2 separate regions of the Pan troglodytes genome follow, and region 1 is linked to region 2. The links are chromatin contacts, called in public Hi-C maps. All regions are on one chromosome and are shown on one strand. The core of a region is the stretch at or near the end of the contact, and the rest is flanking DNA. Distances in the headings are between cores, read along the strand shown.

Region 1 (7,112 bases), core at 733-3,232, 260 kb after region 2:
GGTGAAGAAAGGAGGAGGCCAATGCCAGCACCTGGAAGTGAGAGCAAGGAGACCCAGACAGCAGCAGGGCCAGCCGGAGCCCATTCCGGATGCCAGGCTGGGGAACTGGCAGGACTTCCCTTGCTCACACATCCTGGGGTGTAGCTGCACACGTTTGTGAACACACGCACACACACGCACACCTCGCACTCAGGCCCACAGGTGCTGCAAAGCTTAAGATCCAACCATGCCTTACAAAGCTGGAATGTAAGAGACTACTGAGAATTGAGTTCTGCCTTCCCTACCATGCAACACCCCCGGATAACTGAAACAGCAATTGGAAGGGGGAATCAATCTCACCAGGTCATTAAGCAAGCATAGCTCACTTTTACTCAAAACACTGTCCTTTAAAGTATAAGGGTCAAAGGTTTTTTTTTTTTTTCTTTGTTAAGGTGTCTTTGACATTATTTTATGACACCCAACAATTAAAAACCTTAAGACTGGCTTGTTGCTGTCCTGTGAACTTTCAGAAGTCACATCTCACAGAAGTGCAACTCTCAATATAATTTAATCAAGTCAATTAATACTGTTTAATAAATAGGCCAGAAAATTAGCTGAGAGTTTTTCTCGGCGGGATGTGGCGTGCGACCGAAGTTATGGAAGATTGTCCCTTGAATCACTAAGGCAAACTTTGTTGAGTGTCATTTTACATAGAGCAATCACATAAAAAAAGAGTTATAAATAGAAAAAATTCCAAAGTTCTCCCACAGACAGACAGGGAAATTGAAACATCAAAAAAAAAAAAAAAAAAAAAAATTGAAGCAAAACAAAAACACAACCACCCCTCCCCCCACAACCCATTTGCTTCAAGTTCTTGATCATACAGTACTCAACATCTTTGGATATTTTACAATGTACAATTCCAAACTGCAGCCAAGAAAAAACAGAAAGAACTAACCAGTCATCTGAAAAATTGAGTTTATAAGAAGTCATCACCTTTACAAAATAAAAACAAAAGCCCCAACACCACTGGATTCCAATTTATTCATGTTTCCTTTTTTTTTTTTTCCTCTCTTTTAAAGTCTGGTTCAGCCCCAATCACTTGGCTGATGGGGGGGACAAGGGGACACGTTGGCTGGTGGACATGGGCATGCTTCAGAGAAAAGTGTCTGAAACGAAGACAGGAATCTGAGAGGCGGCTGCCCAGGCAGATGACTTCTGAGAACAGAGGGTGTGTGTAGCAATCCTGCTGGCTGGAGTGGCATCCGGTGGTGTGAAGAATCAGGGGGTCTCTTCTGGAGAGTTGTGAGAGGGACAGAGTCTGTGCTCTTCTCTGGCCTTTTTGTTTGTTGTGTTTTTGCTCAGGAAAAAGCCAAGGCAACAGGAAGAGCTGAAGTCTCTTTGTGCCCACAGCACAGGGATTGGGGACTCCAGCCCTGGGCTCTCCCTGGGGATGAACCCTCCTCCTCTCTGGGCTGCTCAGAAACCAAAGCAAACTTGGCAAGAAAAGAGAGGGGAGGGAAGGAGAGAGAAGGTCAGGAAGGCACGGGGCCAGCAGAGCCTTCCTTTTCAGGACCTGCTGCAAATTCAAGAACCAGGAGAACATGTGACAACTCTAACTCACAGAGCCCTTCAAACCTCAGAGGCCTCCACCTCCCTGCACTGAGCCCTTTTGTCAAAAATGGGGAGCCAAATACTCCCACTTCATCCCCAGAGGGAGAAGGGAAAGGGTCGAGGGGGTTCTCACATAGCAAAGGGGACCATCACTAGCAATGCCAAGGCCCTGAGGAACCCTCAACTCAAAAAACAAACAGATAAACCCTAGAAACCGGTGTTTTGTCTGTTTTCAGGAATCAGGATGAGGGGAGACTGTTGCCAGGTGTTAAGAGGTGGCCCCCATCTCTTCGATGTTGGCCCTGAGAGCCCCAAGACACTGCACAGCCTTGGAGGGGGCACTGGAGATGGGGGTAAACATTAAATAGCGCCCCCAGGGGTCCAGACATGAACAGCGGCCTGCAGGGAAGGTAGGGTAGCATTCTGAGTTCGCAGAGCTACCTGTGGGCTTTGCTGAAGCTCGGAAGCTCCCCTGATGACCTGATCTCTGTCTAGTCTGGCCATATTTCTCACCTATGCTAATATGCTAATATAGAGCTGGATGTGATAAAACTAACTCCAGAAAGATAAACTGTTTCCCCATGGACTTGGGGAGTACAAAGCTTCTACCATCTCTGTGATTCTCTGGGGGGATAGGTGTGTATGTGTTTAGAGGTGGAGGGCGGAAACCTCAGTTACCAGCCCCTTCCATAGCCAGGTGACACTGAGCTACAGAGGGCTGACCTGTCAAGGTCACAGGACAGGTCAGGGAAGAAATGGCCCGGGCCTTCCAGAGCCTGGTTCCTGACTGGTTCCAGGAGGCCTCCCTGCCAACAGAGCATTTCTTTCTATGTGGCAGGTGGGTAGTTCTCAAAAAGACCCCGGGGCCACTGGAGACTGGAAAATGAGCCCTCAGAGGAGTGTTGGCAGAGACTTTGCCATAGGGGGTGGGGCTTAACCAAGGTGCATGCCCAGCCCCTACCTCCTCCTGCTGTGGCTGGCTGGGCACCAGGCCAACCACCCCCTGACCCCTCATGACTCACCCAGCTCCTAAGTGCCCCTGGGCACCCAGTTCTTCGTGGCATGGGCCGGTGCAAGTTTCTATATGAGAGCCAGAGAGACAGCCAGGGAGGGAGGCCCGGGCTCCTGGCCTTTTGGGAAAAGATGCCCGTCTCAGACCAGCAAAAGGAGGCAGCTGCTTTAGGAGCCCGGGAAAATGCCATCACTGATAGTATTATTATTATTTTCCCATTTTCCCTTTGTGTTTTTAAAATGAAAAGTTCAGATCCATGGGGTAGGGTAGAGTGGGCCTGGAGGGAGAAGGACTGGAGGGCTGGTGGGCTGGAGCCGACAGGGACCAGCCTAGTTGTTGGCTTCGGACATGGAGGCCACGTGGTTGAGGCTGGGGAGCCCAGGGAGGCCGGCCAGGCCGGCGGCCCAAGGGTCGGGCAGCGGGAAGTAGGGCCGCGCCGCCGCCACGTTCTCGGCCAGCGCGAAGGCCAGGAGGCCCCCCGCGTTCCTCTCAGCCTCCAGCTGCGCGCGCCCGAACAGCTTCATCTGCGTCTCCTCGAACTGCCGCTCCAGCTCTTGCAGGCTCAGGGCGCCCTTGGGCGCTGCCAGGAAGTGCTTGGCGGGGCTGGGGCCCGGGAGGCACACAGCTGCGCCGCCCAGGTGGCCGCCCACCTCGCCCAGCGCAGGGGGCATCACGAAGGCCGCCTTGTCGGGGGCCGGGCCGCCGGGCCCGAAGAGCAGGCTGGCGGCCCTCCACGCAGCAGGCTTGCGGCCGCGTCGGGGCCGTGCCATGCGGCAGCTCTGGCGCTTGATGTGGCGGTGCAGGTGGTCAGAGCGCGTGAAGCTCTTGTAGCAGAACTCGCACTGGTAGGGCCGCACGCCCGTGTGGATGCGCATGTGGTTCTTGAGGTCGTAGTTGTGCACGAACTTGGCGTTGCAGTGGATGCACAGGTAGGGCCGCTCCCCTGTGTGCTTCCGCATGTGGATTTTCAGCTTGTCCTGCCTGCAATGCAGAGACTGGGGGTCAGTCCCGCAGGGAACACCAGGAGCCATTCCTAACCTTTTGCTCCCCCTTCCTCCAGAACCAGCCGAGGCTCCCTACTGCCATGGAGTCAAACCCCAGAAATAGGTCTCATGCTAGATCTACCCTCAACTGCTGCCCCACCTTAGACAGGTATGGTTACTCACCTGGATTAAAGGGATGCAGAAAAAGCAGTGTCCTGAAAGCCCCACTCCCCCAAACTCCTTTTATACCCGAGCTCAGAGTCATGAAACTCCCACTCTATTAGGGGTTTATCTCACATACTGGGAAGATACTTCGCCATAAGTCAGCATTTCTGACCATAGTCCTCGGATAGTGCAGCGACTTCTGCTGATACTGGACTGCACTTTAATCTCACACCCACTCTCTCCAGGCAACCTTATGCTTTCCCTCCAGTTCATCTATATGCTTTGGCCCAAAGTCCCTGGTCCCATCCCAGCCCCCGGGCTATTGAGATCTGTCTGTGTTTGGCACTAATCTGGGAGGCTATAGAAGCTTGGGCACACCTTGTTCAAACCTCCTGCATGGTGGTTTCTTATCCTAAGCCTTGGGCTCTCCTCTTTGTCTGTAGACAATTTCAGGGTTTACAAAAGAGCCAGGTGCGAAAAGAATGCAGCCTAATCTAGGGCAAAACTTTGCAGGGTTTAAGTGGTATTATTCACAGATAAGGTATGGTGTAGGGTGGGGGCGCCTGCGCCTATTGGGGGTCTGGGAGCCTCTGCGCCAGCTGCAGACCCACCACCAACTTGCTGGTGACTTCAGGCAAGTTGCTTAACCTCACTGCCCAGAGCTGAACCTGGTGCCAGACATCAATTCTCATTGTCCAGGGCTCATGGAAAGAACCTGGGTCTGTGTGAGCTAGATTCCACACACCTCCTGGTGGTCTTGACAGGAAAACTGACATCAGGGGGTTGTTTTCATAAACACTGAGCATTGGGTAAACCAGCTTAAGGTGGCTGAGGTATAGGCAGGTGGGCTGCAAGAATTCCTCTTGGGATAATTCGCAGCCTTCCCCAGTGGGGCCATAGGGGCCAGGAAGCTCTGTGTCTAGTCTCCTACTTCCTCCCTGCAGGTGTGGCTTGGGTGGAGCATCTGCCTATAATTTCAGGCTCTGCTTTGAGGTTAGAACAGATGTGGAGTCCAGGTGTCCTCCCTAAGATGGCCAGATTTAAACCCTGTTTAACGTAATCCTAGGACAGCAGGTGCAGGTCCTAGGCTCCTGGTGTCTCCTGGCCACTAGAGGTCTCACCAGCTCTCATTTTCAAAATGGTTCTCCAGGGGCAGAGCAGGAGAGAAAAGGACATTCCCATGAATACTGGCAGGCACTGTGAGAGGAGGATCAGAGAGGACAGATCCAGTCCTCCCACCTGTGCTCACAGGAAGGCTGGAGAGCCCCTGGGAGTGAGGAGAAGGGAAGTGGGGTCACCCTCTTCCCCTCCACATCCCACTGCTCCTGCCTTTTTTCAAACCCACCAGCCACCCCAAGGCTACATAGTTCTCTGCTGTGATATCCCACCCCCTACCAGCATGCTGTGGTCTCTGTAACCCAGATTTCACCTAGATGATTGGATTTTTGAGGAGGAAGGGACTTCAGAGACCATTTAGGCCAGTGGGTCTCAAACTTAAGGACGCATTCGAACCATAATCAGGACTCAATAAAACAGTGCTGGGCCCTACTCCCAGAGAGTCTGATCAGTAGGTCTGGGATAGGGGAGAGGGACAAAGGATTTGCATTTCTAACCAGTTGCCACATGCTGGTGGTGGTGGTGGTCCGTGGACCCCACACTGAGAACCACCGGTCTAGGCAAAGCCTCCACTATGTAGGTGGGCAAACAGGCCCAGCTGGGGAACTTGCCAAGCTCACCCAGAGAGTCATGGCAGGCCCGGGAGTCAAGGCCTCTTTTCTCACCACAGCACTGTGACTGTGAAAATGGAAGTGTCGGGTGCCTGTACCCCTGGAGTGATGCAACTTCCCAGTCCTAAGGGATATGTCTTGGGCCTCCACAAATTCACTCAGGCTCTGATGGAAATACTGATGCTAGGTGGTCGGCTGGGCTCCCTCACCAGGCCTGGCAGAGGGCTCAGCTCAGAATCAGCTAAGCAGGGCTTTAAATGCATCATCTCATTACTCCTCACCACAACCTATGAGGCAGGTTTCTTTATTTTTATTTTTATTTTTTTGAGACAGAGTCTCACTCTGTTGCCCAGGCTGGAGTACAGTGGCACGATCTCGGCTCACTGTAACCTCCACTTCCCAGGTTCAAGTGATTCTCCTGCCTCAGCCTCTCGAGTAGCTGGGATTACAGGCATGCACCACCACGCCCAGCTAATTTTTGTATTTTTTTTAAGTAGAAACAGGCCTTCACCATGTTGGTTAGGCTGGTCTCGAACTCCTGACCTTGTGATCTGCCCACCTCGGCCTCCCAAAGTGTTAGGATTACAGGCGTGAGCCACTGTGCCCGGACAAGGAAGGTTTTTTTTTTTTTTTTTTTTTTTTTTTTTTTGAGACGGAGTCTCGCTCTGTCGCCCAGGCTGGAGTGCAGTGGTGCGATCTTGGCTCACTGCAAGCTCCGCATCCCGGGTTCACACCATTCTCCTGCCTCAGCCTCCTGAGTAGCTGGGACTACAGGTGCCCACCACCATGCCTGGCTAATTTTTTTTGTATTTTTAATAGGGACAGGGTTTTACCGTATTAGCCAGGATGGTCTCGATCTCCTGACCTCGTGATCTGTCCACCTCAGCCTCCCAAAGTGCTGGGATTACAGGTGTGAGCCACCGCCCCTGGCCAGGTAGGTTTTTTTTAAGTCACTATTACACATAATTAGTAGTACTGATCCTTAGGGTCACTCTCAAACAATGGACAATGTAAGTGGTAAATCTTCAAATGCCTCCCAAACTTCTCATTAGAGTATCTAAAAGAAGTCCCATTTTTGTGGCAATTGGTCCAAGGATGTAAGAAGTGCTGAGAAGGTGCCTACGATATCCTTTTATTGAACATCTGCTATGGGCAGGTAAATACATGACTTCATTGACCCTGGGAATTCATTATTCAGAGGCATATGGTATAGAGGTAGGGCCCCTCCAGGAGTCTGGGAGTCCCTGTTGTAGCTTCAGACCCACCACCAACTTGCTGGATGGCTTTAGGCAAGTTATTTAACCTCTCTCTGCAGAGCTAAACCTAGGACCAGACATCACTTCCCATTGTCCAGGGCAGATGGAGAGAATCTGGGTTTGCGTGAGCTAGATTCAACACACTTGGTGTAATTCCCTCACTTGGACACAGGCAGAAAGGAGGCTCAAAGAAGTTAAGAGCTTCCCAAAGGTATACAGCTGGTGGGGGCAAAGGAACCTGGGGGGCTACCTGGCTGTGGTTTGTTTGTAAGCTATTCTGGGGATGAGAAAGGATGGATTTTCACAGCAGGGATTCCCAACCTGAGGCCTAAGAGGACTGCTGCAGAAAGGGCAGACCAGAACAATCAAGAGAGGG
Region 2 (6,331 bases), core at 1,972-4,471:
ATGTGTATCCCATAACATGTCTTAAACCTCAAATGTACACAATAAAATTTATTTAAAAAAACAAAGACTAGGGGGAAAATCTTTCTCTTCAGTCTAAGACAGAGTGCTATATAAAGAAACACAACCATGGGAGTGACATGCCACCATCTTTGCCATATCCTATTGCTTAGAGGCAAGTCACAGTTTCCACTCATACTCAAGGGAAGGGGATGGTACAAAAATGTGGATCACTGGGGTTTGCCTGACACACCAAGTCAAACAGCGGGTAACCAAGGTTAAATCTACAGAAACTGCACAGTGTAAAATGCTGATTAGCTTTTTACTTTATTAGATTAACTATGCTTGTTAAAGTTTCTAGGGTAGCCACTAAAACGACAGAACTAAGATGTATAACCCCAATGGGGGCCAGTAAGAATGAGAGTCTGCAGTACAAATGAAAATAAGAAAGGGGGAAAAAAATGAAGTGAAGGGCCAGGTGCATTGGCTCACATCTGTAATCTCAGCACTTTGGGAGGTCAAGGCAAGAGGATCACTTGAGCTCAGGAGTTCCAAACCTGCCTGGGCAACATGACGAAACCCCATCTCTACAAAAAATGCAAAAATTAGCCAGGCATGGTGACACACTCCTGTAGTCCTAGCTACTTGAGAAGCTGAAGTGGAAGGATCGCTTGCGCCCAGGAGGTCGAGGCTGTGGTAAGCCATGATCATGCCACTACACTCCAGCCTGGGCAAGAACCTGTTTCAAAAAGAAAAAAAAAGGAAATGAAGAAACTTGGACAAGTAGAAAATGCAAAATAAGATAATATTAGTAAATCCAAATTTATCATTAAAACTGTAAACAAAATGGATTAACTTTCCAGTTAAAAGATAAAGTTTGTACAACTGAATTCTTAATAATCCAGCTACAAGCTACCTACAAGAGGCATTCCTAAAACACAGAAACACAGAAAGTCTGAAAGCAAAAGAATGGAAAATACATATACCATCAAAATATTATTCTAAAGAAAGAAGTATAGATAAATATACGTGATTTGGTCATAAAATAGAATATTGACCAGCAGTGAAAACAACTGAAACATAGCTACACTTACCAGAACGGATCAAATCAGTCACAGAAGAATGTATACAATATGATGCGACCTAAATACATTTCAAAAACATTCAAAACTAAATAACATATTGTTTTTGACAGATACACATGTCATAGGTTATTTAATAAAAGGACACAATAAACATAAAATGTAGGAGGCTGGAGCCTCCGGAGGTGGCAAAGGGATTTGGAAGAGATAACATGGGAGTTTTCAAGGTTATTACAATGGAAATTTAGTAATTATTTTGAACTAAATAATAATAACATACAATATATATAAAAACAATTTCTTAAGCTTGATGCACAGTAGATGTATATTCATTTTATTTTTTTCCTTTATATCTTTTATATGCGCATGTGTATAATGTTCTTTAAAATGTATTCAAAATTCAATAACTCTTTAAAATTTACTGAAAGCCTGATAGTATATCCCTTTTTTGACCCAGAGAAAAAGTACAATGAATGGAGCCACAAAAAGAAAGGCCTTTCCCCCAGGATTGCCATGAACTTCACACAAACTCACAGCATCCTGCACAGTCAAGTCTCCACTGAGACAGCTCAACCAAGACACAGAACTCATGAACACTGCAGCCAGGAGACCCACTCATGCTGGGACTCGAGGCAGAACCAAGGAATCCTTGCTCCTTTGTGTCTTTCTGGGGAACCTGGTAGCTGTCTGTCCTCCCCTGAACATCTCAGAATTCTTGTCCAGGTAAGAAATTTCCCAACAATTCTGTCTCTGACCAGGATACTATGTGATAGGATCTGTTTCTCAATCAACACATTTTTGTAAGCACCTATCATGTGCCAGGCTCTGGGCTAAATGCTTGGGTTACCATAGTGAAATGTGATGTTACCATAGTGAAATGTGACAAACGGGGTCTTACCCTTAGATGCCCAGAGCCTAAGAGGGCTACCGACAAGCAAATGGGAAAATACAATGGAGAGTGTCAAATGCAATGAGCATGTGAGTTCCGTGTACCAGGGAGGAAGACGGGGGAAGGTTCCCAAACTCAGAGTGGCCATTAGGGATGCTTGCCAGAGGAAGTGGCAACTAAGCTGGGAAGACAAAGGGCTCTATAATACCATCCTCCCAGCTTCAACCTGACTTACATTCAGTAACATGACATGGACCCGTCACTTGATGGTCAAACCTTCCGTGGCTTCTATTGCATATTCAGCCTCCAACACCCAATGGGATGCTGAGCCCCATTGCTTTACACTCTGATGTGGGAACTGGGGCCTTCCTTTTTGTTATCCCAAAGCAGCTGCCTTCCAACCTCAGGGAGGATGGTACAGGGAGCACCCCTGTTGAGGAGGCGGCCTCAGCTTCCTGCCCTGCTCTGCCCCAGGCCCAAGGCAGTTGGTCTGGTCCTATGGGTCCACTGCACATGGAGGGTGGAAGGAACTGGAAAGCAGGACTCTCACCCTTCCCCCTGGACTCCACCCACCAGAAGCATGCTGAGCTAAATGCAGGTTCTTGACCCCAGGCAGCCCAAGCTGGGGTGTCAGGGGAGGAGGCAAGGAGGCTGGGGAAGGTGGGAGTGTTTATCTTCAGTGGGACTTCCAGTGGAAAGACTGGATCCAAATCCGTCTAGCTGTGTAGGCTTAGGCAAATCACATCACCTACATGGGCCTCACTGTCCTTATCTGTGAATTGGACTCAGACAGGACCTGCCTCTCCCGATGGAAGTAGGGTGAAGGCGTTGATTTGAGGGAAGCCTTCTGAGATGTACAAAGCTCTGCCTTTATTCTGGCCAGGGTTCCTTAGGTCTTCTACCCCTAGTTAAGGCAAAACTTCCTCCCTCCCAAACCAAGGCCACTCTTGCCACACCCTCTACCCAGACCAGACCAGGGCTAACATGGTTCCTGACTCTCAACTCCCATGCAGCCTCCTGAGGGGGCTCAGAAGCCAAGTGCAGAGTGAACGAGGAGAAGGAATGTGACCTGCCAGGGTTTCCCTTCCATATTTGGACCAGAACCATTCTCCATCTCTTGGGAGGGAAGGCAGCTGCACCCAGATTCCAAAAACTCCTTCCAGAGCCTTTCCTAGGGCTTGTCCAGACAGGAAGTCGGCCCAGGGGTTTTCCAATTGCCCAAAGGTGCTATGCACCCCACCACCAGAAGGCGGCGCCCAGGAATCAGCCACTGCCTGTGTCTCCACTCCGTGGCTCCTAACAAAGCTCTTAACTCCTAAGTGCAGAGGCTGAAGCAGGAAGGACCTCGACGGAGATCATCCACGCCAGCCTCCTTAAAGTTTTGAAAGTCACAGGCTCCTTTGAGAAACCGATGAAAACTACTGACCCTCTCCCTGGAAGAATGCCTCGGCACATCCGCTCACTATGGTCACACAGATTCAGAACACCCTTGGACCCCCCAGACACACCGCCCAAGGACGCCCTAGGATTTCTTGTAATCCCGCCCAGGAAGCTTGCCCCATCAGCTACCCCCTCAAGGCCTAGAGGCTAAATCAGGCCCAGCACCTCTGCTCCCTGTGGTCAGCCCACGCCTGTGTTTATCCTGGTGATACCAGTCAACGGCTTCAGCAAAGGAGGCTGAAAGAAAGCCAAGGTCATCTTGTTCGAAGACAGGGGTTTATAAAAGTTGGTGGGGGTGGGTACTTTGCGACTTGGAGGATTATGAACTGACTGATTGTCTAGGAGCCTCAAACCTGGAATTAAAAAAAAAAAAATCATGCCAGGGCAGTGGCTCATGCCTGTAATCCCATCACTTTGGTTAGGCCAAGGCAGGAGGATCACTTAAGGTCAGGAGTTCGAAACCAGCCTGGCCAACCACATCTCTACTAAAAATACAAACATTAGATAGGCATGGTGGCGTGTGCTTGTACTTCCAGCACCTCGGGAGGCTGAGGCAGGAGAATTGCTTGAACCCAGGAGGCAGAGGCTGCAATGAGCCAAGATTGCACCACTGCACTCCAGCCTGGGCGACAGGGTGAGACCCTGTCATTAAAAAAAAAAAAAAAAATCAATAACTAATGCTCTTTTACCCAAAAGGAATCAGGGAGAGAGGGTGGCATTGGAGAGGGAGGGAGCAGGGGGAGGCAGGACTTAGGACGCAGGAGAGACTGCCCCCTTCTCTGTGCCCTGTGGGCTGCTCTGAAGGTCTCGGGGAGCCCATGCACTTTGCACAACAGGTCACAAGGCATTGATTTCTGGGGTAGCGGAATTACCCCTAACAAGACTGTAAACTAACAGTCCAGGAGAAGAAATAAAAGGGCACAAATGAAATGCTGAGAGAATCATGGACTGACAGAAGTGAAGAAGGACCAGTAGAAACAGAGGTCTCAGTCACCTTGCCCACATTCTCCCTGAACCTTCCATGTCAGCCAGCCTGGTCCAGGCCTGGGCTCATCAGCTGTTGTGCCCTGAATGCTGCTGTGGGGCAGGTTCTAGGAGGGTTAGGGGTGTGCTGATGATGATCCCGTCCTTGTCCTTCAAGAGCTCCCAACTGAGCTGTCAAGCCAGACACTATGTAAATAACTGCCAGGTGAGCTGTGCTGAGGAAAGGAGCTCTTCCAGCTGGGGTGGTCAGTAAAGTCATCACAGAGGGATGGGACTTGAGGAAATGGGGTCCCCAAGGTTGGTAGGTGAGATGACATAAACAATGGCACAGAGGCCAGCAGGCACGAGCTGGAGGCAGCAACACAGAACATGGGCCACTTCCACACCACCCCCGCCCTAGGGTATCTTCCTGCCATCAAACCTCAGTTTCATTGCGATCCACATCTTCCATTCTCCCCACTCCCCCTAGCCACCAATACTTCTCACAAACGTGGAAGCCCTCTATTCTAGAACACCGGAGAAGTGAGCACTCCCACATTACACTCATTCCATAAATGCTTTATGTGCATCTCCCATGTGCCAGGCACTATTCAAGGCCCTGTCTGAGGCTCAAGAGACACAGCAGTGAAAAGGAAAACAATGTCTTGCCCTCATTTGTCCTGGCAAAGAGCTTCTTAGAGTTAGATCTCTGTTCCCAAACCCCTCCCAGGCTCCCACCCTCCTCATTTTATTATCTTGCACTGTATCTCTTGGAAATGGACCCAAAGACCCAAGAGTGGTTCTGCCAATACAGAGGACGATGGGGCTGTCAGCCTGTCTAGGTCTCTAACCATTTGGTTAATGCTGCTGATAAAGGTAGGAACTAGGTCTTGTTTTAAATATTGATCATAAATACTCCAGTCTCCAAATATGAAGGCACAAAGGCTCATATTTTCACTGTAAGTAACAGAACCCCAACTCAAACTAGCTTCACCACAAGTGAAAATTGTTTATAAGAAACTAAGTGCAGTCACTTTGGGAGGCCAAGGTGGTGGATCACCTGAGGTCGGGAGTTCAAGACCAGCCTGGACAATGGTCTTTAGTAGAGACCAGCCTGGCCCTGTCTCTACTAAAAATACAAAAAATTAGCCAGGCACAGTGGCAGGCGCCTGTAATCCCAGCTACTTGGGAGACTGAGGCAGGATAATCACTTCAACCCAGGAGGTGGAGGTTGCACAGTGAGCTGAGATCCCACCACTGCATCCAGCCTGGGCAAGACAGAGCAAGACTCTGTCTCAAAACAAAAAACAAACAAACAAAAAAAAACAAAAACAATCTAAGTGCAAGGATGAGCTGGGGTTCAGAAACAACTGGAATTGGGGTCCACTCTCCCTGCATCATTCATACTCTACACGGCTCCATTCCTTCAGTCTTTCTCTGTCTTTAGACTGCCTTCTCCAGGACATGTGGGAAAAAATGTGAATAAGGTGGACTTCTCTCTTAGTCCCCACCCTGAAGTCCAGGAAAGAGACAGATGGGTCCAACCTGGGCCAAGGTGCTCACCTCTGGGTCTATCAGTTGTCAGCTGAGATAAGGATGAGACAACAGTTCCTAACACAGCCTGATGGATGGAGTTGAGGAGAAGTAATTCTGTGCAGATGATGTCCAATATGGGCACTTGGCGATCTAGTCCAACGTCTCCATTTTCAGAGGAAATGGAGGTACAAATAGGGATGACGCCTTGTCCAGTGAATTAATGATTAAACTCAAGGAATTCTGGAGTGCTTTGCAGGATCATCCATCAATCAGATTTCCAGTGAATCGAGTGGATGCATGCTCAACTCACACTCATAAATGGCAAACCATCCATGTGGTACACTTACATGGGATGACCTAACATACACGAGGGTGACTTTCCTTTTCCCAAAGCCACAGCCTGATGCTGCCTCAATCTTGCACA

The links. Hi-C and Micro-C count contacts between places; a contact is called where the count stands out from the background.
Region 1: a Hi-C map of induced pluripotent stem cells shows a contact between it and region 2, with 2.7 times the contacts expected there. The contact joins two enhancer-like sites. A contact is called at or near these places in 4 of 7 Hi-C or Micro-C datasets (blood, induced pluripotent stem cells and stem cell-derived neural progenitor cells).

The regions. Positions count from the first base shown.
Region 1 is chr17:58,096,804-58,103,915 of NHGRI_mPanTro3-v2.0_pri, forward strand. ZBTB7C (zinc finger and BTB domain containing 7C) reads right to left here. Exons shown (of 5, transcript XM_016933665.4): 5 at 546-3,586. The coding sequence ends at 2,935. Among named protein-coding and RNA genes, the nearest start is that of SMAD2, 99 kb to the left of the region's middle. Within about 2 kb of position 1,983, at least 3 of the 24 cell types and tissues checked have an H3K27ac peak or open chromatin away from gene starts, as enhancers often do. A contact at or near this core is called in induced pluripotent stem cells, where this site is marked.
Region 2 is chr17:57,840,425-57,846,755 of NHGRI_mPanTro3-v2.0_pri, forward strand. No RefSeq gene overlaps it. Among named protein-coding and RNA genes, the nearest start is that of SMAD2, 160 kb to the right of the region's middle. Within about 2 kb of position 3,222, at least 1 of the 24 cell types and tissues checked has an H3K27ac peak or open chromatin away from gene starts, as enhancers often do. A contact at or near this core is called in induced pluripotent stem cells, where this site is marked.